Linked DNA regions of Mus musculus: region 1 is linked to region 2. Evidence: chromatin contacts called from public HiChIP or PLAC-seq data. All regions are on one chromosome and are shown on one strand. Each heading gives the region's core, a stretch centred on a gene start, on an enhancer-like site or on the middle of the called end of the contact. The rest is flanking DNA. Distances are from core to core; before and after follow the strand shown.

Region 1 (4,814 bases), core at 2,311-4,810, 56 kb before region 2:
GGATGCAGGGACCATTCTGTGCACGCTGAGGAAGGCCCTTCACTCTCTGCTGCATCAGGAAAATGGTCCTGTCTGGCCACTGGTAGCCCATCCAGCAGCCTCGGCTATCTATGACAGGTGGGACAGGGCCACACCTTTCTCCAAATTCTCAGCCTCCGCAGCTCCAGGGAGGCTCCCATCCCAGCATCCTCCATAGCTGGTCCCCAGGGACTACCCAGCTCCTCCTCCTCCTCCTCCTCCTCCTCCTCCTCCTCCACTCACTGTGATCGGGGCAACTTGGGCTACTGTGCAAGCTCTTAGATGAAGCTATCCCCAGTCCCTAAGCTGAGTTCTGCCTGAGACTATTTGAAACAGGGTACCCCTGGGTCCCAGTTCAGTTGACAGGTAGTGGACGCATGAGAACGCCATACCTGGTGGCTGTGCCCGAGAGTGCTGTCCCTGACCTGCCGCTGTGTTCTCCAGAGCAGCTTTCCAATCTGCCTGCTCCTGTCTCCCCTGCCTGTTGGCACCAGGCAGCCAGAATTCCATTTGTTTGTTTGCTTCGCGATAGGCTCTTGCCATGTAGTCCTTCCTGGCCTAGAACTTGATATGTAGACTTCCCCCCTTGGATCATTATTTAGTTGAGTTTTGGCTCATGTAGGTAGCCCAGGCTGCCCTCACAAACTCACTATGTAGAGAAGGATGACCTTTAACTCCTGATTCTCCTGCCTTTCCATGCCCGGTTTATGCAGTCAGTGGTCGGACCAAACCTAGGGCTTAGGAAAGTGAGATGGCTCAACAGGTAAGGAAGGCTCTTGTCCCCAAGCTTGACACAATGCATTCAATACCAGGACCCAAGTCCTGCAACTTGTCCTCTGGCCTCCACACACAAGCACACAAGTCATGGCACATGAACACACACACAAGCCATGGCACAAGAACATATAACACACACAAACACACTAAAAATGGAGAAAAAAAGCCATCGGAAAACCCCAAATTTCTAGCCCTTCGCCCCGGTTACCTTAACAGACTTCTTAGGTGGCCCTGTGGCTCCTGTCACCCCCTCACTCTTGTCCCAGGGATCTTTCTGAGACTGTTTCTTCCCTTGCCTGGGTACAAACCTCAAGCCATCAGTATGGGATCCATATGCCACAGGGCAGTCCCCTCCAATTTACCTCACAGCAGAACTGGGTGGCACACAGCCAGCTCTCTCCGGGCATCCCTGAAGCATTAGTCTTGATAGGAAAGAGACAGGGGAAATGGGGGTTTAGGTGAATAGCCCAAAGTCTAGTAAGTAGCAGAGATGGGACTCGAACCCAGTTCTTTCTAGCTCAATTGGTGCTTTTAACTGGGCGGCTGTTTGGTCTCCTTCCACCTGGGTCAGGTTCCCCTTTGGTTTGTATCTTCTCTGTTGTTTGAGAAGACGATTGGCTTGTGGTAGATGTTTGATAAGTAAATGAATGGATAGACATTTCTGTCTGCACTCCCAGTTATTCCATAGCCGGTGGATGTGGTGCACACCTTCAATCCCAGCACTTGGGAGGCAGAGGCAGGTGGATTTCTGAGTTCGAGCCAGCCTGGTCTACAGAGTGAATTCCAGGACAGTCAGGGCTACACAGAGAAACTCTGTCTCGAAAAACCAAAAAAACCCTGTCTTGAAAACAAAACAGAAGAAAAAGAAAAAAAAAAAAAAAGCAAGCTTGCAGATGTGGGCCATTGTGTGCACATGTGTGTGTGTGTGTGTGTGTGTGTGTGTGTGTATGTGTGTGTATACACACAGGGTCTTACTAGCTAGTTCCCAGGTTAGCCCTGGCCTTACTATGTATCTCTCAATGCCTTGAATTTATGTTTCAGCCTGAACTTTAGGCAGGAGCTGCCATACTTGGCCAGACTGACTGGTCTGTCTGTCTTTCTTGCTATCTGTCTTTTAAGGCAGGATCCCCCTCTGTAGCACAAGCTATCTTCTGACTCACAGTAATTTTACCCCCTTCTAACTTCCCGAGTGCTGTGCATGCATGCAGCCATAGCTACCACTTCCAACATCGTTCCCATCCTCACCCTCTTCAGTTGACACTTTGTTTACTTTTCAACTGGGTTTCTTTTTTGTGAATTGTTCATTGAAACATTCTGCCTAGTTCTGTGTGCCTGTGTATGGGGGTGGGGGTTGTGTGTGTGTGTGTGTGTGTGTGTGTGTATGTGTGTGTGTGAGAGAATTTTGGATTTGAGATTTGTTGTTGTTGTAGCTTTGTTTCTTCTTGATTTTTGCTGTTACTTTGTTTCATTTTTGCATTTACAAAAAGATTTATTTTTTAAAAAATTTAATTTAATTTGGTTTTTTGTTTTTGTTTGTTTTGTTTTTCGAGACAGGGTTTTTCCATGTAGCCCTGGCTGCCCTGGAACTCACTCTGTAGACCAGGCTGGCCTCGAACTCAGAAATCCACCTGTCTCTGCCTCCCAAGTGCTGGGATTAAAGGTATTTGACATCACTGCCCGACGGTTTGTTTTATTTTATTTTTTTAAAAGATGTATTTATTTATTATTGTAAGTACACTGTAGCTGTCTTCAGACACTCCAGATGAGGGAGTCAGATTCTCATTACTGATGGTTGTGAGCCACCATGTGGTTGCTGGGAATTGAACTCAGGAACTTCGGAAAAGCAGTCAGTGCTAACCTCTGAGCCATCTCTCCAGCCCCTTGTTTTATTTTTTAACAATGTATGCTTGCCTGTGGGAGTGGGTAGGTACATGTGTGCACAGGTACATAGGGTCAGAAGATGTCAGGTCCAGACAGTCGTGAGTCACCCAGCATGTACCCATGGCAACCGAACTCGGGTCTTCTGCAAGTGCAGCACACCACACACACACACACACACACACACACACACACACACACACTTTTGCCACTGAGCCTCCCACTCCCGCCTCTGGCCTTTGCTTTTTGAGACAGGTTACACCATGTAGCCCAGGTTGGGCTGGAAGGCTTCATCTTCTTGCCTCCCTTCCTGAGTGCTGGGATTTTAGGTGCGCCCGGCACTCAGGTGTTTTGGGTTTGGTTGGAGTTAGGTTCTGAAGCCCCAGTTCCAAATCCAGCACGCCTAATGTCATGAAGTCATCTATCCCTCTGTGTCTGGGGAACACCTTCTCAGTCCATCTTCCAGAGGGACAGAGTGACTACTGGGAGAGGAGACACAGCCCTTTTCCCTAGGTCTTGGTCTATTCCCCAACCTCACTGGCTGTGTCCGAAGGCCAATCCTGTCTCATCTATACCTAGACTTCTTTATCTATAGAGCCAGTGAGGCAGAAGTCCCTCACAGCTGCTGTCTGAGGACTGAGGGAGTGACATATGAGAGACTTCCCAGGAGTCACCATGCAGCAGGCGCTGGATAACTAACATCCATTGAGCATCATGCTAGCAGCAGAGGACAGACAGGCCCCTGGGCACCCAGGGCTTTCCGTCCCACAGAAGGACACAAACACAAAACAAACAGATAAGAGCCTGTGGCTAGTGATGAGGGCCAAGCAGAATAAGGGCCATGAGACAGATGACCAGGGACTGAGTCACCTGGGTGGTCACACTGGGAAAGGCTCTGGGGAGGTGAAACATTTCAGCTGAGGCACCACCGAGGGTGTGGGGAAGCCTTGTGCAAAGGGCTGAGAAGAAAGCACCCTGGCAGAGACAACAGAGATGGCAGAACACGGGCAAAGGCCCTGAGGCAGGAACGGCTTGGCATTCCAAGGAACTTCAGAGAGATCAGCATGGCCAGGGCCATTGAGTGATGGGGGAGGGGAGGACTGAGACCTGGAAAGAGACGGGGTGCAGTGGGTGGCTTGAGACACCAGGCTGTCATGATCTTATTTCTGTCCAGCTGCGTGTGAAGGTCAACTCTCTACGAATTCATCTCAGTGCTTCGAGAAGCCACCAGTATTTTTAGCCGGTGCCCACTCTCTGCAAAGCCAAACTTCCCTTTATTGGTATTAAATTTACTGCTTTTGGGTTGCAAGGGGAGCCCCCTTCTGCTTTGTAGCTGAGGGTTAGCGAGGCAATGAGAGCCTTCCAGTCAAGACTGTGTAACAGCGGGGGGGGGGGGGGCGGGGACGACAAGGGGATGTGGAAGAAGCGGGTCCCAAGTTCCTTCTTACCCGCTCCAGGGATATCTTCCTACCTGTAAATGGAGAGTAATAGAAGCCGTGGTGGTGCACACCTGTCCTTCTGAAGGCTGAGGCAGGGGAATCACAAGTTTGAGGCCAGATTGAGCTACAAGGACATCTCTCAGATAAAAACAAAAAACCAAAGAGTATGGTGGCTCTTTACCATAATCCTATCACTTCAAAGGCTGAGGCAGGAGGATTGCCATGAGTTCAAGGTCAGCCCAGAGACCCTGTCTCAAAACATCAAACTAAATAAGTACAAATAAAGTAAGAAAAGCGCCTGACAGCTGATGAGAGGATACAGGGGTCACAGCTTGGCCTGTGGGGGTGACCGATGGGGGTGGGGTGGGGAAGGTTCCAGGTGTGGAATGAGGTGCTGAAGATGATGCTCCTGGTGGAGGCTCACTGGAGGAGAACCCAACTCACACCTCTCAGGCCTGTTTAATGACTGGTGTTCTGAGGGTCTGCCCAGTCTCATTCAAGCATTCTCTAGACCCAGCTTTCCTTCCTGGGCCTGGGTTACTCTACTCTCTCTCTCCCTGTCTTCTTGCCCGATCCTTTCGGCCAAGTGATAAGAGATATAGCATCTTAGTCCAGAAAATTAATTAATTAATTAATTAATCCCTGACCTGGAGCCAGAAGATGATGGTGGTCACTTTGCAGTGTAAGATGTAATACAATGGG
Region 2 (5,176 bases), core at 898-3,397:
TTCCTTCTTAACTAGACAGTTTGTCTTCTTCCTTCCTCTCTCTCTTTCTTTCTTTCTTTCTTTCTTTCTTTCTTTCTTTCTTTCTTTCTTCCTTCCTTCCTTCCTTTCTTTCTTTCTTCCTTTCTTTCTTTCCGACACAGGGTTTCTCTGTATAGCCCTGGCTGTCCTGGAATTCACTCTGTAGACCAGGCTGGCCTCGAACTCAGAAATCTGCCTGCCTCTGCCTCCCGAGTGTTGGGATTACAGGCGTGCACCACCACGACAGCACTTGTCTCCTTTCTTTCTTCATTCCTTTCTTGTTTCCCTTCTTTTCTTATATTCCATTTAATGTGTGTGTGTGTGTGTGTGTGTGTGTGTGTGAGAGAGAGAGAGAGAGAGAGAGAGAGAGAGAGAGAGAGAGAGATTCATATGTGCCAGAATGCCAGGATGAGTGTGCAGAGGTCAGAGGATAGCCAATTCTCTCCTCCCACCTTTAGGATGGTCCCAAGGATAAAATTCAGCCATCAGCCAATTATCTGGTAAGCTCTTTAGCCACTGAGCCATCTCTCTGGACTCTATGTTTATAAAGTTTTATTTTTAGGGGGATGGTTTTTGGCCTGGATGTCAATTGGTTTAATCCAAGCACTCCGAGGCGGAGGCGGAGGCGGAGGCGGAGGCGGAGGCGGAGGCGGAGGCGGAGGCAGGTGGATTGTTGTGAATTGGAGGCAGGCCAAGGCTATATAGCTCAGGCTATATAACTAGTTCCAGGGTAGCCAAGGCTACCTACTGAGACAATGCCTCAACATTTATTCTTTCTTATTTAAAAGATTTATTTTTGGCATTCACCTTTAATCCCAGCACTTGGGAGGCAGAGGCAGGTGGATTTCTGAGTTCAAGGCCAGCCTGGTCTACAAAGTGAGTTCCAGGACAGCCAGGGATATACAGGTTTTTTGAGACAGGGTTTCTCTGTGTAACTCTGGTTGTCCTGGAACTCCCTCTGTAGACCAGGCTGGCCTTGAACTCAGAAATCCACCTGCCTCTGCCTCCCAAGTGCTGGGATTAAAGGCATGCATCACCACTGCCTGGCTCTTTTCTTTTCTTTTTTTCTTTTTTGGTTTTTCGAGACAGGGTTTCTCTGTATAGCCCTGGCTGTCCTGGAATTCACTTTGTAGACCAGGCTGGCCTTGAACTCAGAAATCCTCCTGCCTCTACCTCCCGAGTGCTGGGATTAAAGGCGTGCACCACCACGCCCAGCGGCTCTTTTCTGACAGAATCTCATGTAGTTCAGTTTGGTTTTTAATATATTATGACTTTTTATTCATTATGATTTAATTTATTTTTAAATGGAGCCAGGTGGTGGTGGCATACAACTTTAATCCTGGCCCTTAGGACGTAGAGGCAGGTGGATCTCTGTGAGTTTAAGGCTAGCTTCGTCTACAGAGTGAGTTCCAGGACCTCCAAGGCTACACATAGAAATCCTTTTTGAGAAAAGAAATAAAAAGAAAGAGAGAAAGAAAGAAAGGAAAGAAAGAAAGAAAAGAAAAGAATGTCACATGAACAGTCTAATAAAAGGGGCTGCTCTCTGATTTTGCAGACAAGGTGGTTAATAATGTGTTATTATTTTTATTTCTAGTGTTTCAAATTGCCTTGAAACCAGACAGCCTGGATTGCTTTCCCAAAATTACAATACCGTTAAGTTACTTTAAAATTACACGATTTCTTTTATTGCGAGGGTGTGTCACAGCTTGCAGGTGGAAGTCAGATAATTTACCTGAGTCAGTTCTTTCCTTCCACTCCAAGGGTCCCTGGAGCCGCGTCGGACCCTGATCACTGACTCCACCCACCCTTAGGCGAAAACGAGCGTATGACTGGAAAGGCGGTGCGTGAGAGTTAAAGCCAGAGTTTGGCTTGCAGAATACAGGCTTGGGGGCGTGGCTGGTTGCGTGGCTCTGGGTTGGGCGTGTCGGGGGCGTGACCTGTGCTGTATTCGACAGATCGCCGTGATATAGTGGGCGTGGTCTGGCGCGGGGGCGGGTCCTGAGGCCTTCCACACATACACACACCCCCAGCGGAGGCCCGGAAGGGACCATTCGCGCTTCCGTCTCCGCCGGGCCCTCACGGAGGGCGGAGTTGCGGCCCGAGGACGCGACGCGAGCCCAGTTCCGGCGAGGAGGCCGCGCCAGTGACAGCGATGGCGGCGGAGTCGGCGCTCCAAGTTGTGGAGAAGCTCCAGGCGCGCCTGGCTGCGAACCCGGACCCCAAGAAGGTGAGCGGCGGGCGGGCGGGCGGCGCGGGCGGGCGTTGGGCGCGGCGCGGGCCCTGTAACGGTCGCGGGCAGGGCGCAGTGGGGTTCTCCTCCGACCCGGAGCCAGGCCCCACGGAGCGGCGCGGGGCAGTGGGGAGTTCGCGGCCGGCGGGCGCACCCCGGCTGGGGGCTGAGGACTGGAGGGGCGGCCGGGCCTTGCGGCTCTCCCCGGGGTTCGGGCAGCCGCGCCAGCTGTTTCCCCGTTGCAGCCGAGCGACTCCGTCCGCTGCTTGGGGGTCCTGCGGCTCGAGGACCCCTGTGCTGTACCCTGCCCTTTAGCCGAGAAAACGGGGAACGCCTTGGGGTTTTTCGAGCTCTGCTCCTGGAGCTCGGGTCCTGGATGAGGGCGTGAGCGTGTTAACTCCGCTCTGACATACTGGAAGGTGGGACCAGGCTGTGATGAGCAACCATGTTTAATTGCACTTAACTACTTTGTTGCTCCTTTTTAGAAACTGTTACTTTTTAAATACATTGTATCCCCTCGCGGTCCCCCGGGTGTCTAGGCTTCTCTGAGCTCTACGAAGAGGGTATGGTGGGAATTAGAATCGTTTTCACTGTAGTCTCTAGCCGAAAACACCAAAGGGTGTGACATGGCTTGTCAGCATTCTAGCCTGGGCCTGAGGTTCCTAAAAGGTGAAGTGTCCAGCGAGCTGAGTGGAAGAGGAAGTGGTGGAGGGAGACAGCGAGCGGACTTACACATGCAATCTAGGTTCCTAGCCAGCACCAGCTCGGGACTTTGGAGGAGTTCTCTGCTCGACCTGTCCCTTCTCTAGTTTCTTCCTGAAATACCAGCTAGACCCAAGTGCTCTTTATAAGTGTTAATCACCATCAGAATTTCCAGTCAGGGACCCCATTCACTCTTCTTGTTCCTAGTTGGGTCACTACCTCTCAACCTCCGGGCCACTTTTTAACTACCCTCCTTTAGCTCAGAGATACACTTCTTCAGAAGCTGTTGTTATAAGTCAGCGAAAACGTAAATGTTTCAATTGTCTTGTGTTTTACTTTCTTTGGAGGCCTTGGGGACCTTTGGTCAGACATATTTACAAGTTCTTTTTACAATAACCCTTTGTGGGCATCTAATAAATGGTCATTATTTCCAAGTCCCAGATTGTCTTTCTGAACACTATAAGATTTGTGACTGACCTTAAAGTAACCACCCTCATTTTGTTGTTTCTGCCATCAGGTTAAAAAAAATAAAAATCCTCCATGTAATATAATATCTGTAGGGTTTTTTTCCCCCATTAGAATTTAAATTTTGGAATGGTCTATTTGTGCATGAAATGTCAAGTTAGAAAAAGGTTAAGTAAATTTTCTTAAACTCCTAATAATTATTTAAAAGGGTGTTTGGTGGTTTTTGTTGTTGTTGTGTTTGGTGTTATTGGCAGGGACTCATATGCTAACACTAGTAGGCAAGGCCTCTACCTCTGACAGCCCTAATTTGGCTTTTCATTTCCCAGAGAGAAAATTACCTTGGGGCTGGGGATGTATTTCAGTAGCAGCTATGTGAGCTCTTGGCTTCTGTACCCACTGGGGAGGGAGAACTGAATGTGTTGTGAAGAGAGAGGTGAGGAAACTGTTGAGAGACCCCTGTGCAAAGGACCTGAAACGTTGATATTCAGAAACACGCTGACTGCAAAGAGAAAATTGCAAGCCTGCACGCTGGCTTTCCAACCTCCTTTTAACATAGCAAGCTCTCACAGGTTTGTGAAGTGGCAAGATGATTATAGAGCAGTATTGAATTTGCAACCAAATCTTGCTTCCAGACCATTATTAGCCAAAAGGCTGATTCCACACCTGTGTTTTTGGGATTCCTGCTATTGGATTTTGGTGTTTTAAGTGTAAATTAACTATGTATTCACTCTGCCTTCATCTAGCCTCTAGGCTCACTTGTTAGAGACCTTACTGGGAGATGACTTAGCTTTTGCTCCTATCACTGGATTGGAAACAATTTTCATGACAGATAAAGTTAGCAGTCCTTTATCAGGTTTTGAGTGTAAAAACTATGAAGCCCATAGATTGGTGGTAGGTGGAGAATGAGGGGGTCACTGCTGGGAACTGGTTAGCTCTAAGACTGGAAGTGGAGAACCCAAGATTCCTATGTATGGGACTGTGTAAACTTTTGTTATTTCTGTCATCTGCTACCAGTTTTTGCTGGGCTACGTTGGGTTGACAGCGCTGGTTTCCATCTACTTGAGGATATCCATAGTCCTCTCTGCTTGTTGTTGCTTCATTCTTGGAAGTCACTGACTGAAAACTGGGGATGGTGAAGTCTTTTTCTCTTATATTGGGCTAAATCAGCTTGAACATCTCAAGAGTTTTCATTGTGTCTGCTAGACCAAAGGTAGGCCACAGGCAATACTCACTTTGCCAGTCTGTACAAAGCCTTGAGATCAACACATCCTCTTTGACTTCTGACTCCATTTCTCTCTCTTGGCTATGTAGTGGTCCTGTAATTGTGTTTTGTGACCTTTGCCACATGAACTGTAAGCTGTCAAGTAGCATGGTGCTGAGAAAGAGTACCTGCTTTCTTCTTTCCTGTGAAATACTCTGGGCATGAGTTAGGTGTCTGTGTCTCTCCTTTTAAGGACAGTGATATTAGTTTCTTGGCTTTTTAGGCAAGTATGGAACAACCCTAGACCCAGGTTCAATGTCAGCAAAATAGGAGAACAATACCCACTAGACAGGGTCAAATAAGACAAACTTACCATGATTCCGGGCACATGGTGGATGGCATATAAATGTCCCCTTCTTGGGCTGGGCAGTGGTGGCCTACGCCTTTAATCCCAACACTTGGGATGCAGAGGCAGGCGAATTTCTGAGTTTGAGGTCAGCCTGGTTTACAGAGTGAGTTCTAGGACAGCCAGGGCTACACAGAGAAACCCTGTCTCGAAA

Evidence for each region. HiChIP or PLAC-seq counts read pairs in DNA pulled down with a chosen protein or histone mark.
Region 1: a contact with region 2 is called in an HNF4G HiChIP or PLAC-seq map of pancreatic cancer cells. The contact joins the enhancer-like site here to the promoter of Eloa in region 2. A contact is called at or near these places in 4 of 115 datasets of contacts at active chromatin or transcription factors (CD8 T cells, embryonic stem cells, microglia and 1 more) and 3 of 9 other capture datasets (adipose tissue, liver and pancreatic islet).

The regions. Positions count from the first base shown.
Region 1 is chr4:136,076,092-136,080,905 of GRCm38.p6, reverse strand. No RefSeq gene overlaps it. Among named protein-coding and RNA genes, the nearest start is that of Rpl11, 25 kb to the right of the region's middle. Within about 2 kb of position 3,560, at least 16 of the 459 cell types and tissues checked have an H3K27ac peak or open chromatin away from gene starts, as enhancers often do. A contact at or near this core is called in pancreatic cancer cells, where this site is marked.
Region 2 is chr4:136,018,620-136,023,795 of GRCm38.p6, reverse strand. It overlaps Eloa (elongin A), which reads left to right and starts at 2,147. Exons shown (of 11, transcript NM_013736.4): 1 at 2,147-2,245. The coding sequence starts at 2,171.